Linked DNA regions of Hordeum vulgare: region 1 is linked to region 2. Evidence: chromatin contacts called from public Hi-C data. All regions are on one chromosome and are shown on one strand. Each heading gives the region's core, a stretch centred on a gene start, on an enhancer-like site or on the middle of the called end of the contact. The rest is flanking DNA. Distances are from core to core; before and after follow the strand shown. Region 1 holds the start of LOC123443083 (trans-cinnamate 4-monooxygenase). Region 2 has its middle 200 kb from the start of LOC123441527.

Region 1 (6,340 bases), core at 1,260-3,759, 370 kb before region 2:
GCTGACCACTTGGTAGGAATAGAAAAGGTTAGGTGTACGGTGTAAGTGCTTGTGCCGGCTAAGCGCCGCCTAATTAACAACAAAAAGTTGAGAAAGTTAGGTTAGGTTAGGTTGCGGCCTCTTTGATTATAAAGTTCCAATCGCGCGTGCTACTTTTCATATTAGTACTATTTTTCATTAACCAACAAAGAAATGGTCGTCACCGACAACCTCATGACTACATCATATTCCTATATGACTACTGCTATCTTCATGAAAAGGATATACCCTGTTTCTTTATCCGGCGCGACATTTGTTTCCCTTGTCAAAACTAGGCTGGACAGAAAAGACGAGCACAGTACGAATATTTAGCTGTCGTTGAGTTTTACCTGCGACGTTGATGTTCTCGACGATGTAGAGGACGTTGTCGTGGTTGATCTCGCCCTTCCTTTCGGCTTCCAGGATGTGGTCCATGGCGCACTTGATCTCACCCGTCTTCTCCAACGCCTCCCTGCAAATGTCATGTCGGATAAGTTAGGGAACCACTACTGATTAATTTCCCAGCTGGACAACTGGGTGATCAGAAGGTTCGCGTACAGTAAAATGCAGCCCCGTTGCTATATAAGTACATGATGGGTGTTGGCTTGTTGGCATGACCAATCCGTCAAATCTAGATGATCAAGCCAACAGCTCCATTATCGTACGTGGTCCCAGATGAGGAGCAACAGGCAACGGAAAATGGCGAACGAGGAGTACTGCAATCAGCCATCTTAGCCTACTTTCTAACTTGCCATTTTCCCCATGGCTTACTAACAAAATTTGTGGATCTGGTAGACCCGCTCCCCTGAGACGAATAATTCAAACAACTTATGTTGGACGCTTTCCACTGTCGGTGTGGTCAGTGGACTGGGTGTGATGGTGAATGAGTCAGACCTCCGACCGATTCAGAGAGCAAATTCATCGACTAAAGCCCTTGCTTTGAAAAAGCCGATCCGATACATCACAATCACGTGATGCGCGCGCGGTTGTCTCACGATATCATTATTAATCTTCTTTGCATGCCACGCCAAGCAAAGATCTCAAGTTCCTCTCCCGTGCATCCCGGGTGTGCGATGTGCAAGCTATTGAGCAATCTAGCATGCGGCATGGGGATCCTACGGGTCATTGCGTGTTGGTTGGGCCGAGAGCGACACGTACGATCGATGGTTGGCCTTGAAAAGGTCAAGCAATGATAATTTGTGCCGAGAAGTTTGACCTTGCTGCTCCCCGACGTTACCGACGCCGCTAGCACTGTGATCTGGATCACATCAACATCAGCCTACCCAACATGTGCCGGTAGGCGCACCAACCTCGCTTCCAGCTCACCGATCGATGCATCGCAGCTGGTCAGCTACCACCAATCGGCACTAGTCGACTAGTACTTGCTTAACGTAACATGGATCCATCACTAATCGCACGAATTAAGTATAGTACTGTATTATCGTATATAAGTAGAATACTTACTTGCGCTGCTGGACGAAGTGGTCTTCGAACACCTTCATGCGCTTGGTCTTGAGGTTGGTGCAGCGGTTGAGGTAGCGGCGGAGGAAGGGGCGGAGGACGGGGATGAAGTCGCCGTAGTTGTAGTCGAAGCTCTGGGAGAGGATGCTGCGCTCGGCGTTGAGCGCCTTGAGCTGGTTGAAGAGCGGGTCGGCCACGGTCTCGAACCGGCGGTCGAACATGATGCGGAACATGTCGTTGTACATCATGAGCTGCAGCCTGCGTCGCACCACCACGCCCTTGGTCGCCGCCGCCGGGTCGGCCCTGAGGTCCTCCACCACCAGCCGGGCCTCCTCCTCCCACCCCACGCGGTTCTGCGCCACCACCTTGTTGGTGAAGAAGGGCACCGTCATGATCCGCCGCATCTTGCGCCAGTGGTCGCCGTACACCGTGAACACCATGTCCTGCATTATTTGGGGATTGCTGCTTAATCAGAGACCCGTGCGTTCTGATGGAGGAGGAATACTACTGTACTAGTACTAAAACTCAACTAGTATAAGGTGGATCTTAATTTACCTGTCCCTTGCCGGTGAAGATGTCGAAGACGACGTTGCGGGTGCGGGAGCCGAACTCGACGCCCTGGGTGTGGAGGACCTCCTTGGCGAGCTCGGGGCTGGAGACGACCACCAGGTTGCGGACGCCCATGCGGAGGAGGAACACCTCGCCGAACCGCTTGGCCAGGCCCATCAGGTTGCGGTGGTTGAGGTCGTCGCCGACCTGCAGCCAGTTGCCGACGATGGGGGCGCCGGAGGGGCCGGGTGGGAGGCGGAAGCGCTTGCCGGCGAGCTTGGCTACGGCGATGGCCAGCACCGCCGCGGCGAAGAGGCCCAGCAGGGCCTTCTCCAGGAGGAGGACGTCCATCGGGGGGTAGGCGCGGTGTGTGGCTCCTGTGCCTGTGCCTGTGTGTCGCCGCTGCGGAGGGGCGGGTCGATCTGTCGAATTGATTTGACGCAAGATTGGGAGCGGTGGGGATTTTATAGCGTGGGGCTGGATGGAGGTAGGTGGCAGGCAGGCTCCACGGATGCGAAGTGCTACACGAGGCTTGCAATTTTGGTGGGTGGGTGGGTGTCATTGGCGCGGACCATTTTTTATGGAGGATGCGCATGGCGAATCGGGAAAGAGGTGTTTGGTGAGTCAAGGGGTTGGTCGGGTCAAAACTCGCAAGTCGCAAGGGTTGTGAGTGAACATGGCGCTGGCGGCCGGAGCACCGCCAACACCAACCAACCGCACGCAGAAACTGTTGGCCAAGCTCGTGGCCCATGTCAACACCAAGCGAAATGGCGGTTCTGGCCGGCAACGCGACCACGGGGGTCCTGGAATCGGGAAAGAGGCCTCCATGTTTCGTCGTTCGTGAGAACCAGAGGAGCCGCCGCGCGGAACACAAGGAAGGGTGACAAGACAACCACCATGCTTTGCCGCACCCTTAACCGTGAGCCACCTCACCTCCTCTGCTCAGCATGGATGTGTTTGGTTACCCGCATGTATTCAATCGGTCTCGTGGGATTTTTTTTTTACTTGGTTATCCGTATTTACTGTTGGGTTTGCATAACACGAATACTAAAGTATTTTTAGGCCTGTATATAGAGAAACGTTGAAATTGACTGTTTTTTGAAGATAAACCCGAACGGTGCAACCTAGGCACGTGGATATTGATGTGTGCATGCATGGATGCAGTTTGGAGACGTCGCGTTGTTTTCCGAAACGTAATCATAAGTTACACTCACCTTCCTTCCCCATCGCTTTCTCACCTCTTAATGCGTGGATGCAGTCACGAGACGGCGACCATCGGAGCGACAGCAGGACGATCCAAGACCGCGGCTACTACCACACCAACTGCAGACCTCCACCGGAGCGCATCGGCCATCGCGGTAAATCTTTGATGTGTCTCAAGATTTACTACTTTCGACTCGTGCAAGATTTAATTTGCACAAGCGATTAGAGAGTTAGGGAGGGGAGTGAACACATCGAGGGTGTGGGATTGGATTCTGCACCGATGGCTTCTTGAGTTCATAGCTAAATTTTCGATTACATCGGGGGAGGGATTGGGGTCAAAACTTTTTTGTCTAGCTGTGACGACCCTAGAGTCGCATCGAGTGGCGGTGGGGCGTAGTCATCTTCTTTTCTTCCTCATCATCTTCTTTCTCATCGTCTGCAATGTCTTCGTCAACAACAATCGGTCTTGCACGGTCACCTGCCGCCGGCGCCTTGTCCCTCATATGCACCCCGTCGTCATCCTCCGCTGGATCCACCACAATCCTCGTCATCTAGTAGGATGCGACACAGTGGTCATTAGGATGCGTGTGTTCCTTGTACTTGGCCCACTTTGCCCTCTGTCGAGCGTCGTTGGAGTCGGCGTGATTCATGGCCCATCGAAGGATGTTGACTGACGGCATCCTTCGCAGGGTTAGAAATCAGCGTCTTCAACTCCATCGGTGTCACCTTCTTTGCCACAACGTTGACCTCCTTGTACACGTCTTCCATGTTGCTGAAGTTCAAGCACAATTTCATTGTGTTCTCGAACTTCGTGCGGTCACCGAGCGAGCACCCGAGGAAGAAGGGCCTCCATCGCATGCCTGTGGGAAAGGGTTGGGGTTGGAGTTCATGAGGAGGGAGAGGTAGTGAAACGAAGAGGTTGAAGAGGAGAGGAGGTGAAAATGAGAGAAGGGTTTGAGTGTGGTGCTAGGTAAGTAGTGTGGGTAAATATAGGAGCGTCAGGCCGATAGAAATAAATGTTGACCTTTGAACTGTCTATTGTTCATAATGTAGACGGACAAGGGAAAGGAGGTTGTGCCACCATTGCTCGACGTGTTCGTGCAGGATCACACAAGCGCCAAGCGGAGGAACTACGAGCACTACCATGAGGAGGCAAGACCAACCCACTTCTGCAAGGTGATCTTTGCTGCGAAGTTGGAGCCTCTTCCTTTGCCTATGGACTTCACGAAGCACTTCCCCACCGTGCTTACGGAGTTCAGTCTGAAGACAAACATCGGCTGCTCATGGAGGGTCACAGTAAAGGTGATTAACAACAGGGTCACCCTTGATCAGGGTTGGGCCACCTTCGCCGCCGTTCACGAGGCTAGGTTCGGAGACATGGCGACGTTCAAGTTGCTCACCCCCAACAGCATGAAGGTGACCAATTTCAACGGCGATGCTGTGGAGGTGTTCACCAAGTTCTAGAAGCACGGTGAGGCCTTTACCGTGACTGCATAAATGACCTATGTTTCTAGTTCTATTTTGGTCGTTTGTTTAAGACTATACTATTGATGCACTATCGTTTAAAATTAGCGTACTATGTTAAACTTCTATTGTGGTTAAACTTTGATGTGTGCTTAAGTTTGTTCTGGTTGCTCTATTTTTGTGCCTTTGGTAACCTCACCACATCGGTGAGGAGGTTACCACACTATTATCCTGGATGTAACCAAACAACCGAACTTGTGTTTCTCCTGAAACAAAGCCACAACCAAACAACATTCCTTACGTTTCGGCACATGCAAACTAGAGGGGATGCACAAAATAAATCAACATGCAGATGTTGGTTTTTTTATCTTTATATGCTCAGCCAGGCCCAACTCGGACAAGTATGCAAAGTGGCAAAAAAGATGTTGGTAACCAAACACATCCCATGTGTCGCCTTGTCATGCCTCTAGGCCCGTCATTCTCCGGCACCGACGACCAACCCTCCTTCATGCACCCACAATGTTAATATTCTTCATTTTCTCTACCGATGACACTTCAGCTATCGTATCCTCATCTCCAACTTGGTGACTAGCATCGTGGCAATCCGCCAAGGCATCTCCATCTTTGAATCGGGGATCCATGAAAAATGATTGTGAGTTGCCAAAAGAATAGCAAGCATGATAAACATGTACCTGCATATCAATCATTTCTAAATTGTATTTTTCGAATGAGTACAGAGCAGTGGTTCATCTGTTCTTCTCATCTGAAAGGGAGGAGATTCAAGGAGGAAAATATCTTCTTAGACCAGTCCTAACCGGTCCCCTAAACTTAGCGGAGTAAAACATAAATTTGCATAAATTCAATCTAGTTTCAACCAAAAATTGCATAAATTTAAACATAAGGTTAACATATTTTTGACAATCGAATATTACACATAAATTCAAACTTACTACTAAACTTAAACTTAGACTACTCACCGGCCATGGTGGAGGTCGATCCAATCCTTCCTCGACACGCCACCGCCGGTGAGACATAGGTCCGGGCCGGTGCCGTTGGCATCATCATCCGGGAATATGCTTTGTCACTACCTCACATCGAACACCTCCTCCTCACTGCCCTTCTTGTCGCCCTCCTCGCCGCATTGCACCTTGTTGTCGGGGATGTCCATGATCTCCCCATCATTGTCGTCAAATATCGCCCTCTCTACCTGCACGAGATCGGGGTGCTAGAGGCGGAGGTCCTTCATGTATGCCTCGGCGGCCGCCTGTGCCTCGAGGCGCTCCTGAGCCTCTCGGTCCTCCCGAGCCACCGCTGCGCTGACCACACCCAGCGTTGACGGATCAAGGTCAACCGGTGTCATCCAAATGAGAACTTGAGCAACGCGATGGAGTAGTGGACCAAGACTTGCCACCGGTCGTACTCCATCGCCATGAGCTTCGTTATATGGAATGACCTGAGCCACTTTCTAGTGTCGGCCTCCCAGTCAGTGACCTCCTCCGCCCATGTGTCACGCCCGAGATGCGACCCTATCCTCAATTTGGCACGAAGGCCTCGTCAGGGATAGAAGCGCATCTCGTCGTGTCGCAAGAATGGATATCGTTACAAGTACATGTACTGAAAAGAATATATATATATATATAATTGG
Region 2 (6,147 bases), core at 1,081-3,580:
AATCGGTCTCACCGAGATGCTTTCTATCGTTCTCACTGAGAAGACAAAAGTGAGAGAATTTTGCACTAGTCGGTGCAACCAAGTTTTTACTACGGTTCCACCGAGTTGGTCAATAATGTTGTAACGCCTGGATTTTTGGAGATGTCTATATATACCCCTCCACATCCCTCTCATTCGTTGAGAGAGCACTTATAACAAGAAAATCACTTCCATCATTCATTTCATGAGAGAGAACCACCTACTCATGTGTTGTGATCAAGATCTTCAACTCCAACCATATGAATCTTGATTTCTAGCCTCCCCAAGTTTCTTTCCACCCAATCAATCTCTTCTACGAAGCTAAATTCTCTGAGAGAGCGATTGAGTATTGAGGAGACTATCTTTTAAAGCACTAGAGCAAGGAGTTCATTATCCATACCGCATCTATTACCTTTTGGAGAGTGGTGTCTCTTAGATTGGTTAGGTTTCACTTGGGAGCCTCCAAATCATGTGGAGTTGAATCAAGAAGTTTGTAAGGGCAAGGAGATTGCCTTCTTCGTGAAGATCTAGCCTGAGTGAGGCTAGTCCTTCGTGGACGTACGCCATAGTGGAATAGACAAGGTTGGTTCTTCATGGACCCCTTGTGGGTGGAGCCATCCGTGGACTCGCACCACTGTTACCCTCCGTGGGTTAAAGTCTCCATTAACGTGGACGTACGGTAACACCACCTAACGGAACAACGCCAAAAATCTTCGTGTCTTCATTGCGTTTGATTTTTCTATCTCTACTCCTTACTTACATGTGCATGTCTACTTTCCGCTGTTGTACTCGTATAATTGCATGTGTATAATGCGCTAGACTTGTTAGAATTGCTAAAACTTGCCAACTAATAAAGTTGAGAAAAGATTAAGTTTGTATTTGGTCAAGTAGTTTATTCAACCCCCCCCCCCCCCCCCTCTGGACGCCTCTTCTCGATCCCATAGCATGGGCCAGGGCGGATGATGCAGAGCGCGGCGATCATGACGTCGCCAGAAGTGGTTTTGCTCACATCGGTGCTACGCCAACGGGACAAAAGGGTGAAGATTGTAGACGGACATACAGAAGACACATGAGCTATATGGCGCTTATAGCAAGATCGTAGCTCCTCTCGCTTGAACTGTTATAGGGTAGCTACAATGCATGCGGCCCATTTCAAGATTAATGCACAACGGACTTTTGAGTGCATATTTTTCTCTCTAAATTTTATGTGTGGGTTTCCCTTTTTTTTGTGTTTTTTCTCTTTTTTCTTTAAATTATTATTTTTCCTCTCATTTTTGGTTTCTTTGGTTTTCTCTGAGTTTCACTCTTATGTATCGATTTCTTTGGTTTTCTTTTGTGTCTTCACGAATTTTTTTGGATTTTTAATATATGTCTTCTTTCAGTCCACATGCACATTTTTATTGTGTGTATTGAACATTGGTGTATGCACATTGAACATTTTTCAACTACACGGTGTGCAATTTTTTATATGTTAGTAAAAAATGCATATTTACTACTCCCTTGTCTCAAATTAATTGTCTCAAAGTTTGACAAAAATGGATGTATCTAGACATATTTTAGTGTTATATATATCTGCTTTTGGTAAACTTTAAGACTGGATGTATCTAGACATATTTTAGTGTTAGATATATCTACTTTTGGTAAACTTTGAGACAATTAATTTGAGCCGGAGGGAGTATATTTCAAATACATGATTAACATTTTAAATTATATGTTTTTGTCTACTTTTATCATATGCACAGTATATTTTTCGTATACATATAAAACATTAATTTCAAATACAAAATTAACATTATTTCAAACACATATTTTGACTAGAAAAGCAAGCGTTTTGAATATTTTCCAATAAGACAATGTTTTTTAATATGTGTTTTTTCCACAATCATTTTTAAAATGTAAATAAAACCAGAAACATGCAAAAAAAATTAGAAAATAAACTTACATTATTTGAATGATACCAAACATTAGTTTAAATTTTTACAAACATCTGATTTACATTGTATTTTTTTAAATGCCACATACATTTTTTTAAACACTTAACATTCTTCAAATGTCATAAACACTTTTTTAATGCTATCAACACAAAAAAATTACAATAACCATTTTTATACACTATGTTCACATTTATCGATTTAGCTATTCTTTATTTATTAAGTTAATATAAATTTGGAATATACGTACATAGTTTGTTTTCGAAAATATGAACAAATGAAAAAGAAGAATGAAAAATTAATCCACATGAGGCTTATTGTGCTGACCCAACTAGATGCTCACCATAATGGTATTGGTACCTCGTCAATCGAGGTATAGGCACGCCCAACAGAGACACCTCCTCCCTAGTGCCTTAAGCGTGAGGTAGGATCCAATGCTCATGCAACCCCTATACCGTGGTTGGCCTTACAACAAGAAGACCGCTAGCTCGCGACGCGCTGGTACTCCTGTTTGCCTGGTTGCTTGGTTCAGTAGTTGACCAGTCGCGGTTGAGGGTCCACCGTTGACACTTGACTCTTCAAGAAAATGTAAGAACTTCAAAAAACATGAATTAAAATAATTCTCATAAATATGAAAATGTCATGAAACTCAAAAAATAGGCTAAAAATATCATAGATTTGAAAGCAGTTCATGGACTAGAAAGGTTCAGAAATTCAAAATAATCACTGTTTTGAAAATGTTCATGGATTTTAAAAGATTTCACAACTTTTTCTATAAAAAACATTCAAACAATATTCATGGAACTGAGCATTTGAAAATTTTCACAAACTTGGGAAGTTTATGAATTTGAAAAAATTTGCGCATTCAAAATATATTCACATAACTAATGGGATGAGCCCAAGGCTTACACGGGAGGGGTTGCAACGGTTTAAAAAATAACTATAACGGGTGCGACAGCTCTGTATCGCCCGTTCTAATTCCTAATAGGAATCGCCTACGGACAAGTGAAGAATCTACACATGAGGTGTGTAGTATATTGACTACACAACTTTTTGTAAAACACATCCTACAACAAATACATATCATGCCAAGAAAATCCTACAAATGCATACTCCTATCTACACACGATTCAGTTGATTACACATAATTGAATACCTGGCACAACCATTGCTACGACGACAACCTAGCGGGCTAGCCCATTTAGCCATAATCCATGCTGCTCTTGTCGATTGCTATACGTTAGATCGACTTTTTTTCCACTCCTTTGTGGTATTCTGTTCGATTTATTTATTTATTTCCATGTTTTTTTCATTTAAACTAATGTTTCCCATTTATTTTCTCTTTCTTTATTTTTATGGTGGTTTTCTTTGCTTTTCATTTGGTTTCTTCGGTTATATTTCTTAATTTTAGTCCTGTATTATATGTATTCTCATTATGTTTCCTCGGTTTTTCTATCTCTCTTAATTATAATTCTTTTATTTCATGCCTTGGTATTTTTTCTTCATTTTATGTTTCTTTATTTCAGTTTTGATTAGTTTTCTTTTGATTTTTTAACACAAGTCTACAATTTGCATATGTATTGTACATTCTTTACTATATATTACAAATATTTAAAATTCATGAAAAAAAATTAACATAAGTTTTTATGTCTACTTTTTCAATGCATGGTTTCCATTTTTTTATGTATAGATACATTTTTTATAAATGTATAAAAATTTTCAAGCGACTTTTCAACATTTCAAAAAATATCATGCTTTCATATTTTTTACAAAATATTAAATACAATGGAACATTTGTTCCATGAAAAAATATTTATTATGAACTACAAAAGCTTTTTCCACATTCTACAAATATGTTTGAAAATGTTCCTAACACATTTTATTGAACTTGTCAACATATATTTATAGTGTAACATACCATTTTATAATTGCACGGACACTTCTAAAAATATATACTCATTTTTCTTACACATGTTCCTACTTTTTTGTATTCACAACTTATGTTTTTGCATATACATAAAAATATGTATACATGTTTAATATTATCTAAATACAAGGTTAACGTTTTCAAAATAAATATGTAAAAAATTTAATACATATATTTAGTACATCTTTTTAAAATGACAAAAAATGTAAAATCAACTGAAAAAACAAAAACAAAAATATAAGTCAAAAACGCAAGAAGAAAGAAAAAAAAGGTAAAATGACATCACCTGGCCAACCTTAGCTAATGGTAGGGCTATTTACGGGCTGCACATAGCCTCGAGGGCGGCCATTCCTCTCCATAGCAAGTTAGCTGAAGACTTGCTTGGTAAACCAATTCATGATTGGATATTTAGAAGGACTGTAGTATCCCTTACTCATCAGAGTTCAAGTCTTAGATTTGACGTTGGTGCTTCCATTTTTCTGAATTTATTTCAGGTCTTTCAATGATGTATTTTTAGTGGAAGGAGACGTTGTTATCGACAACGAAGGCGTCAGTGACGACTTCGTCAATCTCAAGATAATCTGCCGGGGTATGCATGCGTGCGTTCATAGGGAGTTCAAGTTCCAGACTTGACGTTGATGCTTGCATTTTCTGAATTTATTTCAGGTCTTTCAACAATGTACTTTCAGTGAAAGGAGACGTTCCCATCGACAACGAATGCGTCAGTGGCGACTTCGTCAATCTCAAGATGATCTGCCGGGTATGCGTGTGTGCGTTTATAGGGGTGAGTGTATGCTCGTATATGTGAACGACTTTGATTGTACTCTGCTAAAAAAAGCTGAAGACTAACCTCATTTTTTGTTGTTGATTTTAAAGTTTATTTACTAGGAAATATGTTCGTGCGTTGCAATGGGAGAGAAAAATCTTCGTTGTCAAGGTGTTTAAGGATTATTGAAGGCCGCCGCTTAAAACGGTTGACAACTTTGGGACATGGGCGTTTTCACATCAAGAGAGGTTGATTCTATACTCATCGTCATATATATACCTTGACCAAACCGAGGTCTAGCAGATGTCAGTTCAAAAGCATGCAATGGGTCGTGTTCACCAGGTTGGGTCTGCGAGGATTAGTGAGGGTAGCTCCATAAGAGAATTGGGGGAGAGACGCGGTGGCGACAAGAGGATCAGTGTTACCTTGCGGGGGCCAACATGGGGACGCGGACTTTTGGGGCATCCGTCCTCGCGCGCTCACGAAATCTCGAGCATCCGTCCTCGCGTCGTGATTGCTATTTATTATAGCCCATTCGCAAATACTTTATGAGCTTTCGTGAATACGTCCTGGTATACGCTCCGCTAGTGGACTAAACGTCATTTATGTTTCGTATGAATACAAGGCCCACGTCAAAGCCCCGGTGATGGCATAACTGCTCTCAGGCCCTGTTTGTTTCACAATTTCCAGGACTTTTTTTTAGTCCCAACTTAAAAGTCCCTAGTCCTATCTGTTTGTTTCGAGAGACCAAATAAGGACTAGATGTCATTAAATGACATGCAAAAAGATTATGTTACTCTTGAAGTAGTGGTTATTAAATGACATGCTAAAAGTAAAAGCATTGTTGGAACAAGTGCCAAAAAGTCTTAAAAAGATCCTTCACAGAGACTTCTTCAAATAGTCTCAAATACCCTCTTTTAGTTCCTAAAAGTCCCTCATGTTTGTTTTACATGGGATTTTTTGAGATTTTTTTAGTCCCTACATCAAAAAGTCCCTGAAAACAAACATCCCCTTAATGTTGGGTAGACATCATTTGAGAACATGCAGTAGCTGTATTCTTACACTGTAGATCTCCCGAAAGCCGTCCCTGTGGAGGAGCAGAGAAAGGGTGTGAGACGGGTTCTGTCTGCAACGAAGATTATGTTAGATCATCCAATCCAAAACATAGATCATCCAATCCAAAACATTATGTGATGCGTTAGTTTTTGGTTTCTTTGCCTGCATATGTGCACACCTGTGATCATCTCTTGTTTCCCTCAATCCCCCAACATGGCGACATTGTTGGGCTGCGCGTCGTCGTCTGCAAGGGCAGGTGTGTCTGTTGCGTTGATGGCGCGTTGATGGCTTGCTGGGTGCCATTTAGGGTCGCAGGACAGCTAGGTGTATTGATTCGCCCTGGAGTGATTTAATTCGCCATAACGCATGTCATCTGCCACTCGGTTAATTATTGACGTTTTGGTGGGTGCGTTGCACATGTAACGCGTGGGATTCATGCCGCCCCTATT

Evidence for each region. Hi-C and Micro-C count contacts between places; a contact is called where the count stands out from the background.
Region 1: a contact with region 2 is called in a Hi-C map of seedling, with 6 times the contacts expected there. The contact joins the promoter of LOC123443083 here to the enhancer-like site in region 2. A contact is called at or near these places in 1 of 6 Hi-C or Micro-C datasets (seedling) and 1 of 1 datasets of contacts at active chromatin or transcription factors (embryo).

Annotation. Positions count from the first base shown.
Region 1 is chr3H:87,258,206-87,264,545 of MorexV3_pseudomolecules_assembly, reverse strand. LOC123443083 (trans-cinnamate 4-monooxygenase) reads right to left here and starts at 2,509. Exons shown (of 4, transcript XM_045119332.1): 1 at 2,035-2,509; 2 at 1,483-1,922; 3 at 369-490. The coding sequence starts at 2,379.
Region 2 is chr3H:86,885,119-86,891,265 of MorexV3_pseudomolecules_assembly, reverse strand. No RefSeq gene overlaps it. Among protein-coding and RNA genes, the nearest start is that of LOC123441527, 200 kb to the left of the region's middle. Within about 2 kb of position 2,330, at least 1 of the 3 cell types and tissues checked has open chromatin away from gene starts, as enhancers often do. A contact at or near this core is called in seedling, where this site is marked.